2 separate regions of the Zea mays genome follow, and region 2 is linked to region 1. Evidence: chromatin contacts called from public Hi-C data. All regions are on one chromosome and are shown on one strand. Each heading gives the region's core, a stretch centred on a gene start, on an enhancer-like site or on the middle of the called end of the contact. The rest is flanking DNA. Distances are from core to core; before and after follow the strand shown.

Region 1 (7,901 bases), core at 3,837-6,336:
AGATTTCATCTGTGGATGGTTGTGCCCATTCTGAATCTTGGCTACTCGGCCGAACGTGGATGTCCTACACCATTGATATTCTGAAACAAATGCCACTGATTTGCGAGCCTAAAATGGTTTGTTGTATGGATAGAGTGTTTTCCTGCGGTTTGGACAGGCTTTTCTTTCTCGACATTATTTATCTGTATAAAGGGAACATAAAGTACACATGAGAAAATTAATTAATTGAAGGCATAGTAACACGCATCCAATTGGACTCGCAAGTAAAAGAGACATGGATGTCCAGTACATAATAAAATCCTCCATTCCTCTGCTTGGCGTGTGGACGAAACGTGGTCCTCCTGGCCCACATGTCAGCGCCTCCACGTGCACGCTCGAATTAACTGCGGCCATGTGTGCCCCCAACCGTTCTCCCACGCGGGATCCACAGTACCTCACGCCTGTGTGGAGTGGGCTCACGCGTCAGTGACCCACCCCTTACCGTCACCGTCATAAAGCCCCCCGGGGGCCGGGGGCCGGGCCTCGTCTCGTTTCAGTTCCTCGTCGCCCTCGCCACTTCGCCGCCGCCGCTTTGGCTCCACCCAGTCCGCTTCCGGCATCCGCCCATGGCTGCGGCCCCCGCCCGCCACCTCGCCGCGGCCTTCACGGCCGCCGCTGCGCACCAGCGCGTCGCGTTCAGGCGCGTCCAGGTCCGGGCCCCGGTGTCCGCCTCTCTCTCCTTCCCGCCGCGCCATCCCGCGACATTTCGCGGCAGGGCCAGCCTCGCCTGCCCCGCCGCCGCCTCTCTATCCGTCCCCTCCGGCGCCGCGCCTCCGGGCTCCGTGCCATTCAACCTCCTGCCGCCCGACTCCGACCCTTTCATCGAGTGGGACCCGCCCCCGGGCGACTCCGCCCCCTCGCCGCTCGCTGGCGGCGGTGCTGCCGGGGGTGCCACGCTGGTCGTGCTGCTCGGCTGGCTCGGCGCGCGCCAGAAGCACCTGCGCCGCTACGCCGACCTCTACCGCGAGCGCGGGGTCGGCGCGGTGCGGTTCGTCGTGCCCGTGCGCGAGCTCGTCGGCCTCGACCTCGGCCGCCGCGTCGAGCGCAGGGTCGCCGACCTCTCCGAGCAGGTCGCCGCGTGGTGCGACGCCGATCGGCGCCGCACGCTCCTCTTCCACACCTTCAGCAACACCGGATGGCTCGCGTAAGGAACAGAAACCCAACCTCCCTCAATTCTCCTGAAGGAGCTTCAGTTATAGTGCGGATGATTCAATTATAGATCGGAACATTCGAAAGCGGATAGTTAGTTCGTACGACGTTTGCGAGACACGTACATGCGTTCCACGGTCGGTTGCACACTGACATGGGGGGTGCTAGCATGTCGCGTGACACGTTGTAGACTTGTTATGAAACTTTAGTTTGGCACGTGAGATTGATGCATAGAATTTGCACGATTCAGGAGGTATATCCTCGCCCAACATATCACGGGGTTGATGGGAGCATTTAGGGCTAGTTTAGTAACTCCATTTTTTCCAACTGATTCATATCTTCTAAAAAAATGAATAATTTCCCTTATAAAGTAACCTATTTAGCTTGAAATTTGATATTCCATCATTTTCCCAAGTTCAGATATAAGTCTATCTCAAATTTATAGATGTAGGATAGGAAATGATTTTATATATTAGTAGAATATGATTCTATTCTGTAACTTATAGGGTGCTCTTCGGCTCACTCCTTTTTAATAAAAATATAGTACATAAATATCTCTGACATCTTACTAATAATAGTATATAAATATATTTTATCTCCGACATCTTGCTAATAATAGTATACAAATATATTTTTTATAAAGTTGTATTAGCTTAATTGATATATGCCTAAATTATTATTATTAGAATGAAATTCAATTCCAAATATCTAAACGGGGCCTTAGGAAAATGGAAATATCCCAAATATCCTTTGGGATAATGTGATTCTTAAACTAGCCCTTAGTTCAGTATACTACATCCAATTCTAGCTGGATAATTAAAAGTGCATGTACCAACATGCCTAGGAGAAAATCTCCATCATATGTTTGGTGTTTTGTAAAATGAATCTCCTTGTGGTTCTCCAGGGCACATGTTCCAGCTCCCAGTGGTAACATAGCAGTATGAAAAATGGTGAGAGAGCAACAACGGTTATCTGTCAGTGACTAGATTGTCTGATAGTGATGCCACAGTGCCGATTCTCTGCTGACACGCGCATGGTTGCTCTGTGCACATTTTCTTTATGGTGATCTGTTATACATCAACTCTGTTACTGACTTTTGTCATCGTTTTTATTATTCTAAAAACCAACGTGTGACCATTTACTTGTTGCGCTGAACTACATTCACACACAGTTGATCCTTTTTCCCTGTATTTCTCATTAGATCTCATTATTTTAATCATTATAACTTCATTCTGGGATAGTTCGGGTGAATATGCTGAATCTAGTCAAGGATATTTTTTTTCCCATTCCTATATTACTTGAAATCCTAGCAAAAACACTTATTTGACTGTTTAATGTTTATATCTGAAATTCATGTCATCAATGTAATATGCATAAAACCTTCTTTTTTTTTTTTTTTTTTTGCTTTCATTCCAGCTATGGTGCTGTACTGGAGAATTTACAATCAAGAGCTGACCTAACTGAGAGAATAAGAGGATGTATTGTAGACTCTGCACCAGTTCTAGAGATAAGACCAGAGGTCCGTATACCTATCCTTTTTTCTTGCTGAATCAGGTATACAATTAAAATAGACTTCTAACACGCTAGAAGAAAATGTTCCAAGATCCTCCATACATTTACAAGTAGATATTTTATATCCTTATCATCTTTTTATCCTGTACTGTGGTTGTCTACCATGCTTTCTGCATGGCATTCTATGCACCGAAGCTTGCTTGCATGGAAGTTCTCATTTTTACGTTGAACTCAGGTCTGGGCGGCCGGGTTCTCTGCTGCAATGTTAAAGAAAAGCAGTTCCATGACTGGTCCTACGACTGAATCTCTTGATGGGCCTGTTGTAAATGGCACCTTGAACAGAGTTGGCTCCAATGTGACGCAACCTTCATGGGGTGAATGTTTTCTCCTGTCAACTCTGCGGAAATTCTTCGAGATTGTTCTTTACGTACCTGATGTAAACAAGTAAGTGCAGTTACAGTTATGAATCGCTGCTCTACTTAAGTGCCATGAACTACCCTGTGCCTGCCAGCGCTCATCAACTATTTTTGCTGTTTTATTTTTGGGTTGGGGTGGGTATTTAGTTAAAAAAATGTGATATCAAATCCTCAGAAGACTCATCAAACAAAAAAACCATAGGTTCTTTTAAGAGGAGAACAAGCGTGTATCAGTTGTTGAATCAAACAGTGGGTCAAAAAAGGCCAGAGGGGGGGGGGGGGGGGGCAATAAGAGCTTCTGTGGTGAAAGTGTTGTTTTATCAACCGTAACCATGTCTGTTACTAATTGCCTAACTAATAGCTAGTTGCTAATACTTTATCAGTTGAGTGTGTTTCGGTCGATCGACTTCCAGTTACCTGCTATCCAAACAATTGTTAGCTGGATGCCCAGTTAACTGTTAGTTGATGTCTTTCTTAGCTGGGCCTGCTTGGAATCCATCCTAGCTAATTTTTAGCACCTAACTGTTAGGGCTTGTTCGGTTAGCTCTCAATCCATGTGGATTGAGTGGGATTGGATGGATTTGAATTCCAAACAAGTTAAACTTTTTCTCAATTTTTTTCAATTTTATTCAATCCATGTGTATTGGGAATAACCGAACAAGTCCTTAGCTGGCTGTATCCAACCCAGGCTCTGGGTCAAACTCATGGAATCCATTTCTTGCTTCTCCTGTTAAGCATTCCTGTACTGTAGCTGTAGACCTTATCTTCTTTTCCCCAGATCTACTACTGTACGCCGTTCGCCTGTTCCGCTATCTGACACTGTTGCAGGCGGCTGTGCAAGGTTCTCTCGGTGCTTTCAGAGCAGCAGCCTCCTTGCCCGCAGTTCTACCTGTACAGCTCGGCCGACCGAGTCATCCCGGCGGAGTGCGTGGAGCGCTTCGTGGAGTCGCAGAGGTCCCTCGGGCGCAGCGTGTTCGCCCACGACTTCGTCTCGTCGCCGCACGTGGACCACTACCGGAGCTTCCCCCACGTGTACTCCGCCAAGATCGACGAGTTCCTCAAGGTCTGCTCCACGGTCGAGGTGTCATGACCAACAGGCAGGGCCGTCGAATCTATCTGTGTTTGGTCTGTTACTCTGTTCTGAGAATGGATAGGTGTTTCTTTGCCACTCAGAAAATCTGATGGTAGGCTCCCAAAGATGTTTGCCTGAGGTTATTGAGATACTGTATGCTTGCTTTGTTTGAGCCTGTTCGCTGGCTGGTTGCAGCGCTGTGAGGCAGCCATTGTACAGCGATTCCGCAGCCGTGGCAGCGCTGCTGCGCTGGGCTGAGCGGCCGAACACTCCCGGCTCGCAGCCATTGTACAGCGCTTTTGAGTATGGATGGGTGTGGTATGCCACTGTGGTGGAGCACGCTGCATCCATCCCGGCTCGCAGTGGAACGAACCGGTACCGGGGTGCGCGATTCCATGTCTCGCTGTTCTATTCTATACGAGAATCGTGTTCCATCTCTACTCCCTGCCACTGCTAGGTCTAGTGCGTCTGTGCGTGCATCGCCTTCTTGACCTCAAGCTGCATAGCACCACTAGGTAGCCGCTTAGCTAGGAGTGATAATGGATTGGATTTAAATGCTTCTTTGTAAAATAGTAGAACTCTAAATAATTTTTAATTTAAAAATAAATATAAATAGTTCTCGATTTTAATCTGATTTAATTTTATATCTTATATTGTAAAATTTAGAACACATTGTCACTATCTTATATTGTAAAATTTAGAACACATAGTCACTCTGGCCGGTAGCCCCGTCAAGGTCGAGGCTGGCGTGTAGTCGTGGCTCTGTTACCGAGGACAAGTAGGACGAGGCCCTTTGTAGGCTGAACCGGACCCACCTATCAGTGAACAGGCGGACAGGTCAGGACTCAGGAGTAGGAGGAGAGCAGCCTCAAAACCAGGCGCACGCACCCGCGAGGCCGCGACGCCACTGACCAACCAGCCAAAAACCCGGCCGCGCGCCTGTTTGTTCGGCCGGAGCGCGCCATGGCCATGGAGGAGGGGTCAGGAGCGGTGGAGAAAGGGCCGGCCGTGGGCACGGTGGCTGACGCCTCCGCCAGCGTCATCGGCGAAGGCGCCGTGAAGGAGGAGGCCGGGGGCAGACGGCAGCCACCGGCCGGCTACGCGGCCGTCGTGATCGGCGGCACCTTCGACCGCCTGCACCAGGGCCACCATCTCTTCCTGAAGGTACGGTACGGGCAACAAGGTCTCCACTCTTGGGCATAACAGTCCAATCGTCGTCGTCTCTTTCGCTGCCTGCGTGTGCGCGTTTGTGTGTGTTCGAAGCGTTGAAACTTCAGCTGATCCTTCGATTCCCCTCCTTTCTTTTCTTTCTTTCTTTTTGTGTGTGTGTGTTTGTTTATTCTGGTTTTTACTAATCTATTCCTAACAACGATGATTTTCCCGTTTCCTCGGTTCGTCCCCCTTTCTCTTCCGAAAACATATAAAGAATCCACGTTGTGGCAGGCGGCAGCGGAGCTGGCGAGGGAGAGGATCGTGGTCGGCGTCTGCGACGGCCCCATGCTCGCCAAGAAACAGGTCAGCTTTCGCGCCAACTGGCCGGATGCATCCGACAATACACTCTCGCTTCTAATCCAAACCCGATCGACGCAAGCACGCTTGCATAGAGCCCGATCACGCCATTGCTTATTCCACGCTAAAACAAACCCCGACCATCGCGTCCCTGCATGCCGCGCAGCGGATGCCACAGCAACGTCAGGCTTTTTAAAATCCCGGGACGTCAGACGTCTCAACCCACACACACGCCCCAGCTGCATGTTCCACATGTGATCCCCATCAACGCATGCTCGCTCGGCCGCTCCCTTTCAAATTGCAAGCCAAGCCGTCTCAAGTCTGTAGCCTCGATTTGGAACTTTGAACGGAGGTAGGTAGGATGGCTTGCGGTCTCAAACTATGCTACCATGTTTGGATGCACTAGAGTAGCTGTTAAAATTAATCAAAGACATCTAAACAGTCTAGCTAGTAGTTTAACTATTAGCTTTTCTTTAGCAAACTAGCTAATTCGACTAATAATTTTTTTATCAAAGAACTATTATCTCTGCATCTAAACACCGGTGTTCAAATGCACTACAGTTAACAGTTAGCTGCTAAAATTAGTTGAACGCAGCTAATAGTTTGGTTATTGGCTACTTTTAGCAGATTAGGTGGCTAATTCTTAGCATCCAAACAGCCCCCCTAATTATAGCGCAACCGCAATGGGACCGAACCAATGGGGGTATGGGCTGACGAGTGGTGGTAATCTAGCGCAATCAGAGACGGCTGAGAGGCACCACAGTCCACAGGAATAGGTCGACATCAAACACTAAAACCATGTCATGATCACCAAATAATGGCCCCATGTCATGATCATCGAACAATGGCCGGGTTTAGCGTTTCAGGTGGTGGGAAACCATACTACTGGTTCACGGTCGTATGCAGGTTCATTGAACATGGACAGGGTTCCAGATTTCAAAGGTTTTTTTTTCAGATTTGAAAGGTTTGGTAGGGGGAATAGAGTCTAGTAGGTTGGGCGGTCAGCCACTAACCACTGGTTGAATGGAACAGCATATCCCCGTCTACAAAATGTGCATGTGAGCTGCATATTGGTGGTCATGGCGTAGAGAAGTGAGCTGAAGAATCTAAAGACTGACTTTGCTTATGTAGTAGAGAAGTTTGATGCCGTCTTTTCCCCTTTGGCTGCTTTGCTTTTGTTCCCTGCAGTACGCCGACCTGATACAACCGATCGAGAAGCGGATGCAGAATGCCATGGATTATATTAAGGTAATCCTCCTGTTCCAGTAAATCCCGTGCACATGAGCAACAGGCACCCTTAATTAAATGACGATTAAAACTTATATATTAGATGAAACAAAGTAGTACGTATGATGCAGCTGCCTCGCTCCAACTTGACAAAAAAAAACTCTGCTCTTTCCATCTGCAGTTCATAAAGCCCGACCTTGATGTTCGTGTGGAGCCCATCGTCGACCCTTTCGGCCCATCCATCGTTGACCAAGGCCTTGAGGCCATCATTGTCAGGTCGGGGATGCTCTTGCTTTGCCCCCTCCCTCCGTCTACTCTTTAGTAGTGGTGCTGATCGTATGCGAACCTTGGAGCAGCAAGGAGACGTTGCCGGGAGGACACGCTGTCAACAGGAAGAGAGCAGAGAGAGGGCTCACTCAGTTGCAGGTTTGGTTGCAATGGTTGTTTTTATTATAGAGTGAGAGAGAGGGAAACTAACCCTCATGTGGTTTATTAAAATCTTGCAGATCGAGGTGATAGAGCTGGTGCCAGAGGAGTCGACGGGGGACAAGATAAGTTCCACGGCATTCAGAAAGATGGAAGCCGAGAGGGCGCTGCAGCAACAGAATAAACAAGATGATACAGCAGTAGGCACTCCGGTTGGGGTGCAAAACATAGCGGTTCAGTCACATGGAGCATAGTAATGAACCGAAGTTCGTACTTTAACAAAAAATACATTAAACTTTGAGCTCTCTACTTCCATCACATACAAAGGCACAGTGCTTCTGTGCCCAAACATGGACTGATCAATACAGAAAAGTTCCAGTTTCTTCACATATTTAGACCGAAGGATATTCTACCAAGAAAAAATATGCAGCCAGCCTTTGCAACTTTAGACCTTGTTCGTTTGTGCCGGATTGGTGGGTCGGAACGATTTCTAACCGAATTGTTTCTCTGATTTATATAAACTTTGATTAGCTGAAACGATTCCGGATGCA
Region 2 (7,901 bases), core at 3,435-5,934, 420 kb after region 1:
CCCCCCCCCCCCCCCCCCCGTAAAAGGAGATGGACTTGTAACAGGGCATCTTTGTTCCAGATCCATGAGCTTGGGATGAAAATCGCCGTTCTGAAGTCGCAGAACAACGAGCTCCGGAATCAATTTGATGGTTAGTGATACTCTAGCCGATAGGTGCTGCTTTCTTTACAATATATTTTTTAGGTGTTTCTCAGTGATCAGTGCTTGGCCAAAGAGTATCGCCCACTGCACCTTCCAGTCTAAACTGTTTGATTTTGTGTGTGCTCATTTTACACTTCTTGCACCACGGTTAGATTGAGTGCTGGTGGTCGGTGATGGCTGGCCATGGACCACGCATATATGCGTCTGACCTTTTTTTTTTCATTTGCTGTCAGTTTTGTATAAGCACATGGACGGCGTGACGAATGACGTGGAGAGATCAAACGAACTGGTAAGCGTCACCGTTACTGCTACGACTGTGCACTGCTGTTAGTCGGTTGCCTTTCTCTGGTGACGAGGTTTTGAGCTCGCATTTTTTTTTCTTGTCAGGTGGCCATCCTGCAAGAGGAGCTAGAAGCCAAGGAGTTAGAGGTGACTAGACTGAAGGAGGAGACGCTTTCCCAGAAGGAAGGCACTCAAGAAGCACCGGCACCGGCACCAGCTCCGGTGGAAGAGGGAGACGGAGCTGGAAACGATCTGAAGCCGGCTTCAGATCCGCTGCAAGTGAAGCTGGAAAGTTAAGGGGAGACGGAGGGGTGGAAACGACCAGACGGTAGTGTGTTTGTTGAGACTCCCGATGTGCGGGAAGTCGTAGCATATTAGGCCAATCTTAACTAGTAGAACCGTTCGATTTTTATAATATCTATGTTCATTTTAGTTCTATCTATATAGTTACAATATAAAACATGCTCTCTATCTCTCATCTAGATGTGTACGTATCTGTGCCGCAGTTGAAGTTCTCCGACTGGTCTCGTTGCCTTCGTCATACTCTCCCTGCACCAATCTCTCTACCCCTACATGCCAACATCACACAGTCAATCTTAGCCCACCGGACGACGATCTACTGCGAGTTCACACAGATAAAACATGGATCACGGACGATTATACTATCTAAATGGCCGTGTAAAATACTATTTTACACTATTTTTAGAGAGTATTTTACACTATTTGTAAAGAGTGAAGTTTGAAATAGAGAGAGATTAGAGAATATGTAATACTATTTTACACTATTTGTAGAGAGTGAAGTTTAAAATAGAAAGTAAGATAGAAATTAAGGAATCTGCTTGAGACTGTTTTAAACCAACTCTAGCCACGCCATGTGACGTAACAATGTTTTGCATGGTAGATACACCATTTGCAAGTGTAGTTTGAAATAGTGAGTGGAATAGAGAGGCTGTTGGAGACAGTCTTATATTATCAAAATTACAGTGCTCAATGCATGTAACTCCATCCATTCCAAACTACCATAAGAAAACATCATATTGTTTTGCTACAGGTTCTCATTGGCTGAACCAGTAACGATGTCCAAACAGTTTATCGCATCAGGGCCTGTCCACGTTACACTTCACATAAAAAGCTCACATGCCACAATGTCTGGCATCACTCAAGTCATTTCCGTTACAAAGCGACAACTCATCTGGTGCTTCGATTATTTATCCGCGACGCCAAGTCAGTCAACGCTGGATACCCTCCTCAAGCCCCATATTTAGGCGCTTTCCAGAGCTTAAATGCCACCTCGTGCAGGAAGCGCTCAGCAAGCATAGCAAGGTTTCCACCACGCTGTTGATCACATCACAAGAATATATATGGTCAGTCAGTCAATACTCGTCCTGGAAATCCAGATCAAAGAACAGAGAAGTTCAACCACACCACAGTATTGTACTGTATCCATATATCTTTACACAGAAGGGTCAGTGGGGGAAGTATAAGATGCATAACGATAGTTTCATGGATAGTAACAATTAACGAGGCACAGCTTAACCATGTCACACAGGCTGACCCACTCAACCATGCCAGGGCCAAAAATCAAAATCAAATATGAAACAGATATATATGGTGCAGTATAGCACGTGCGTGTGAACTCTTGTTCACACCATATTCAGAGCAAAATCTACACTTGCCTTCAGTCTCTAACCATTACCATAACCAGCCAGAAATTTGCAAACGGTGTTGCTATGCTGCTGCGATTCGGAATGTTTCTGACGGTTGCGTTATGCACTTAGGGTGTTCCGGCAGAGGTAACTTAAAAGGATATGACCACATGTGTAATGTATTCATTCTAGTATAGAATATGGTGCCAGAGCCAGACTTTCACTTTACCATGAATCAGTTAACGACATGTAGAATTTCAATGCATTAGCATAATTTTGGTTTCATAGTACCGCAGTTTGGCCTGATATAAAAATGCCAAGGAAAGAAAAGTAGAGAGTCGCCCCAGAAACATTTGGCAATGCACACAGCAAAACTGCACAGATCTTGCATGATGCCTATGGTACATATCAAGCTTTTATACCCCCCCCCCCTAAATTGGTAACACCCTGAATCACCAGTTTTGATAATTCTTGTGGTGCAGCTTGTGATGTGCACAGACAATATGATAGCCCACTTCAGAAGGGAGAACCCATCAATCATCATATAACTGTTATCTACCCACTGCCCTAAACCTTTTACAAGGTACGACCAAGTCGACCATATCTTAAAACAAGGATTCAGAATCGCCGGTGTGACGAGCTGAGTATATCACGACAGGGACGTGTCTACCCTTCAAGGAATCAGTGTGAACATACATATCATGTTTAATTTCAGTTCAGCAACATTAGCCTATACACATTCTTTCTATTGCTGGCCCAACACCTAAATAAGAAAGGATAACTTTGATGATTAAGTTGAACTGTAAACATCTAACACAACAAAGGGCCAAGATCACAAGATTAGAAAAACCATATCTTCTGCAGCACGGAGTACAAGTTTCAGCTATACATAATAAGAAGCATAGATCTAGCTCACCTTCATAAACTCCTCAAAAGAGAACCCTTTAGCCAAATCAACACGTGTTACTCCGTCCTGCCACTGTGCCAGCAAAATTGGATGATGAAGTCTGCACAGCAAGCAGCAAACAAATCTGTGTGAGCCTCACAACATTGTAGTGAGAAAATCTATATATGTACTTCTATTCCTCTTATGAAATCTTAATAAGTACTTCCTCCATTCCAAATTATAAGACATTTTGTTTTTTCTAGATACATTCCTTTCACTTTGTATCTAGACATAATGTATATCTAAGTGCATAACAACTGCTATGTATTTATAGAAGCCAAAAAATCTTATAATTTGGTACGGAGGGAGTAATAATTATATTGATTTCCAGGATGGATCGATACAAACTCGAATAGTCTTATTTTGGGCTCTAAAAAAATCAAAAGAATGAAGTGCATTTTCATCAATTAGACTAGAGAGATTGCTCCAGGTGGCTTAACTTGTTGCATATTCATTTTTATTTGCCAGTGATCAAGGTGAAGGGAAACATCTACCTGACATCATCTAATGTACGCCCTGTTTTCATTGTGTAGCTCTGGCGTGGACGCAGTAGATTCAAGTCTGAATCTGTTTCGGTTGAAGAGGTTAAAAGGGAAAACTCATCCTTATTTCCAGAAGCAGACCCATAGCTCAAAATCACAGATACATGAATACGCGAAGCAATAGCTGAACCAACAGGCGCAGATTCCAAGACTGCACCAACTAATTTGTCGAGCCGATTGATATCTGTCTTCATTCCTAACTTTCCTAACTTGCTGCTTGTGTTCTCCATGGCAACATGCATGAAGACTAGATCGAATTCAGATGTTTCCTGCACATCCCCATCCGAGAATCCTAGCAGATCAAATGCTCTTTTGATTAATCCATCCTCTTTAGTAATGCTGGACGAGCCAGATTGTGGGGCAAAATCATTGGTTTTAAAAACATGGAAACCAAGATTCGCTGCGAAGGAGCTGACATGGGGGCAACTGGTGACCAAGGCAGCTCTCAGGCCCATAAACCTGAAATTTCAGGGCAGCTACAACTGGTTAGTACTCTTACAAGATTAATTAACATCTTGTAAAGCACATGGATGGCACATGCATCCAGTTAGTACCCACCTCTCAAACAGCTTGGGAACCACGAGCTCCTGTGGATCCACTTGGGCAACTTCTTGACCACTTTCCTCATTCTAAAATGTAACAAGTTCAAGCACTATTACATACATCTCTTACTTTCTCGAGCAATCACTCCATTCCAACACAAATGGGAAGCAAGATCTCACCTTTCCGGGGTAGAGATGATCGTAAACGTCGAGCAGCTGCGCCAGTTCCAAAATCGTGCTGCTATTATCCTCGGTGCCTAGGCGTATCACAGCACAGAACTACGAACTGAGCGGCGACAAGTGACAAAGATGACGGGAGGTGAAGTCCGATGGATTAGTACCGGTCGTAGGATGGGAAGTCGGCGGGGAGCGTAGGGTGAGAAGGCCGCAGCAGGCGCGGGAGGCGAACGCGTCGAGGTGGCTCCCCGCGGCTGCGGAGCCCGGCGGGGGGATGAGCGCCGCGGCGTGGCCGGCGGCGTAGACGACCAGCGCGCGGCTCGGCTTGTCCGCCATGGCCGCACCCGCACTTCTCTCGCCGGAGTCGCCTACTTGCCTCCTTTACTCTCTGTCTGCCCCCTCCGCGGTGCCACCACGCGTCTGGACAGGGCCCACGTGTCACAAGGACGACAAGATTATTAATGGGCTGATCATGGGCCTCTAAACTGACTAGGCCCACTTGCAAAATTCTAACAGCCACCAACGTCCGCGCAGAAAAAAAAAGCAGGAAAAAAGTCGAGAAGGAAAACCCCTAACCCTAGGCAAGGGCCTCCCCCGCCGTCTCGTGTCGGCATAAACCCCAGCCGTCTCTCCTCGACTCTCCGAGGCACGGCCCTGCCTCTCCGCCTCGACTCTGTGGTAAGCATCGCGGCGAGGGAGCTCCGATGGCCGGGAAAAAACGGACCCAGACTGATCGCGCGGTTCTGGAGGCGGTGCCTGCCTCGGACGCTATCCGGAATGAGGCTGCAGCTGCGGAGGCGCCGGCGAAGAAGAAGCTGGCCATGGAGCGGAAGAAGGAGCGGAAGGAGATGGATAAGGAGCGCCACCGCCAGTCGGCCGAATTTGCCAAGCCCCAGCCGCCGGCAGCGGAGTCTGCGGCTCCTGTGAATCCCCCGGCCGCTCCGGTGGCTGTGGGACCGGGACTGCACATGAACGTGTTCAGAGACCTGGCATCACCAGAGGCATCGGTTAGAGAGGCTGCAGCCGAGGCGCTGGTGGTGGAGCTCCGGCAAGTGCAGAAGGCGTACGAGAAGAGCGCGCGGAATGGGGAGAGGGATGCTGGTGATGGGGATACGCAGATGGAGGCTGAGAAGGACGACGGGCTGGATAACTGCGCCCCATCAGTGCGTTACGCCATCCGGCGGCTTATTCGTGGCATCTCTTCTTCTAGAGAGGTAGAAATGTTTTTCCATGAGTTCAGGACAAGCTTAGTTTGAGTTGGCTGATGTCACGATCTGCTTTACTCTATTAACTTCGGAAATTTGTTTGCAGTATGCAAGGCAAGGATTTGCTTTGGGTCTTGCCGCTGTCCTCGAATCGATTCGGGCAATCAAGGTGGAAGCAATTATGAAGTTGATCCCTAATTTATTGGAACATTCATCTTCTATGAAGGGACCGGTAAATTGAAAAACTAATGTCACTACTCAGTACTCATTATGGCTATCAACATGTCTCTTTCCTGTTTTGATGGCAACTTACGTTTCTGTTTAGGAAGCTAAGGACAATCTTTTGGGGCGCCTGTTTGGATTTGGAGCAATTGAGAGGTCTGGTCGTGTGTCACGACAGTGGTCACGTGACAAAAGCTCACCCATTGTTAAGGAATTTGTGAGTGTGGTTGTAGAACTCGGTGGCAAGAAACGATATTTGACGGAGCCTGCAGTTGCTGTGATTCTGGATTTAGTCAGGAAGGTACATCTTTCAAGCACACACTGATACGGCTTTAACACGTGATACTCTTTTATTATAGTGTGATGCATATAATGTTAGGATTAAACTTTTTGCGCCGCTGCCAGTGATAGAAACGTGCAGTTTTTTATATATTTATCATTGTTAATTTCATGTTATGTATTCCCCGTTCTTTTTTTTGAATCAAGTTATTTTAATTAATTAGTGATCTTACCAGTGTTATATAAAAACGAACGGAGTAGCTAATTAACAAAATAATTGCAGACTTGAAGCAAATAATTTTGTTGGACTATATGTATGTATGAATATGAGGTGTAGTTTTACCCTATCCGTCTGATAGAAGTGCTAATTTTTCACTTGAAGATGACATCTTGTTGTCCTAGTACCACAGTTGGATGTGTCCAAATATTTCACAAAAGCAAAAAGAACAATGACGGAGGAAAACAAAATTAAAGAGACTGAAGTTAGGGCCCATGCGCAAAGCAGTGGAGACAAATAAAATGTTACTATCATACTACCTCTGTTGTTTTATACTTGTATTGATGCGGACATGATCTGAATTATATTTGGCCATTACTTATAAGCATTTGTTGTTATAAAAATGTTAAATTTTGAAGTACTTGCATGAAAAATATACTAGTACTCTTTTCATATGACACAATTATAGTTAGTAAACCCTTTTTTTGTGTGGAAGGTTTGGCCTGTGGATGGTATCGTACTAAAGGTGTTTAGCCCAATTTGGATTGCCAGAATCACTCATCAAATATGATTGTGTGCTGTCGCAACGCACCGGAACTAGTACTGTTTTCATATGGCACAATTATAGGCAATCTCTTGTTCATAACAATAAATTTTGACAGTTTATTATATTTTAAAATCTGCTTTAATAAATATTCCTTTGCAGCGACTTGCTTTACAATACATTTTTTGTTGGTAGGAGCTTTCATGGTATCCTTATCACGAGTTACATTTTTATTTGCCTTTTTCTAATGGGTATTGTTGTGACAGAAGAGATTATTAATAGCTCTATATGAGCATGGACTGCATGGTTATGGCAGTTGTTATGTTAGCATTGTATTAGTTAATTATTTAGAAGTTGCAAGTTGCAACATTATGGAAAAAAGGAATCATGAACAAGATGTCAAGTGAATCCTCATACATTTGCAGTGGCCAGTGGCACATTTGTAGTAGTACCGTTATCAAGGTTATTAAAACGGTAAAATGTTGGAACGCTCATGGATCAAAATTTGACTTTTAAACGTTTAAACTTTGTTTAAACGTAGTTTTAAACAACACAGGAAAAATACCAATACATCATAATTTCAGACAATAATATGAAGTTAAATACCAAAATAGAGAGATTAGTGGCCTACCAAAACTTCACCCATGAGCTAGATTGAACCTCAAAAGTAACTAATAGACTGGACCCAAAAGTAGCTAATGGTCTAAAATGCATAAAACACTGCGTTTTACAGTTTAGAACGCCAAAACGTGGTTTCAACCTCTAATTAGAGTTTTGACGTTTAAACTTACTTTAAACATCGTTTAAACGTAGTTTTAATAACACTGACCGTTATTTTGCCACTTGGTTTATTTGGTATCTGCTAACCTATCTTTTGTTGTAGCTGCCTGATGAAGCCATACTATCTGAGGTTCTTGAAGTTCCTGGTGTTCAAGATTGGTTTAACAAAGCTGCTGAGGTTGGAGATCCAGATGCACTCTTTCTAGCTTTGAAGTTGCAAGAGAGAACTATTGTCCAGAAGGAGATATTTGGGAAGCTCCTGCCTTATCCATTCAGCTCGGACAATTTTTTTGCCGAACAACATCTTAGATCCATTGCTGCTTGTTTTAAGGTACTGTTCTCACTGATAGTATAAATGAGCATAAATAATCTCAAATT

The links. Hi-C and Micro-C count contacts between places; a contact is called where the count stands out from the background.
Region 2: a contact with region 1 is called in a Hi-C map of leaf, with 4 times the contacts expected there. The contact joins the promoter of LOC100191155 here to the promoter of LOC103626591 in region 1. A contact is called at or near these places in 14 of 25 Hi-C or Micro-C datasets (bundle sheath, ear, endosperm and 5 more) and 1 of 3 datasets of contacts at active chromatin or transcription factors (seedling).

What each region holds. Positions count from the first base shown.
Region 1 is chr5:78,299,062-78,306,962 of Zm-B73-REFERENCE-NAM-5.0, forward strand. LOC103626591 (phosphopantetheine adenylyltransferase-like) reads left to right here and starts at 5,087. Exons shown (of 6, transcript NM_001329681.1): 1 at 5,087-5,352; 2 at 5,632-5,703; 3 at 6,886-6,945; 4 at 7,106-7,200; 5 at 7,281-7,350; 6 at 7,431-7,758. The coding sequence starts at 5,152. The coding sequence ends at 7,604. It overlaps LOC100191344, which reads left to right and starts at 551. Exons shown (of 4, transcript NM_001136778.1): 1 at 551-1,183; 2 at 2,605-2,707; 3 at 2,936-3,144; 4 at 3,945-4,390. The coding sequence starts at 606. The coding sequence ends at 4,206.
Region 2 is chr5:78,714,824-78,722,724 of Zm-B73-REFERENCE-NAM-5.0, forward strand. It overlaps LOC100191155, which reads right to left and starts at 4,685. Exons shown (of 6, transcript NM_001136591.1): 1 at 4,441-4,685; 2 at 4,280-4,356; 3 at 4,116-4,186; 4 at 3,510-4,016; 5 at 2,986-3,076; 6 at 1,361-1,758. The coding sequence starts at 4,612. The coding sequence ends at 1,672. It overlaps LOC103626594, which reads left to right and starts at 4,768. Exons shown (of 8, transcript XM_008647003.4): 1 at 4,768-5,490; 2 at 5,588-5,713; 3 at 5,807-6,004; 4 at 7,627-7,854. The coding sequence starts at 4,981. It overlaps LOC100193941 (FKBP12-interacting protein of 37 kDa), which reads left to right. Exons shown (of 13, transcript NM_001139010.1): 11 at 61-130; 12 at 375-430; 13 at 529-938. The coding sequence ends at 720.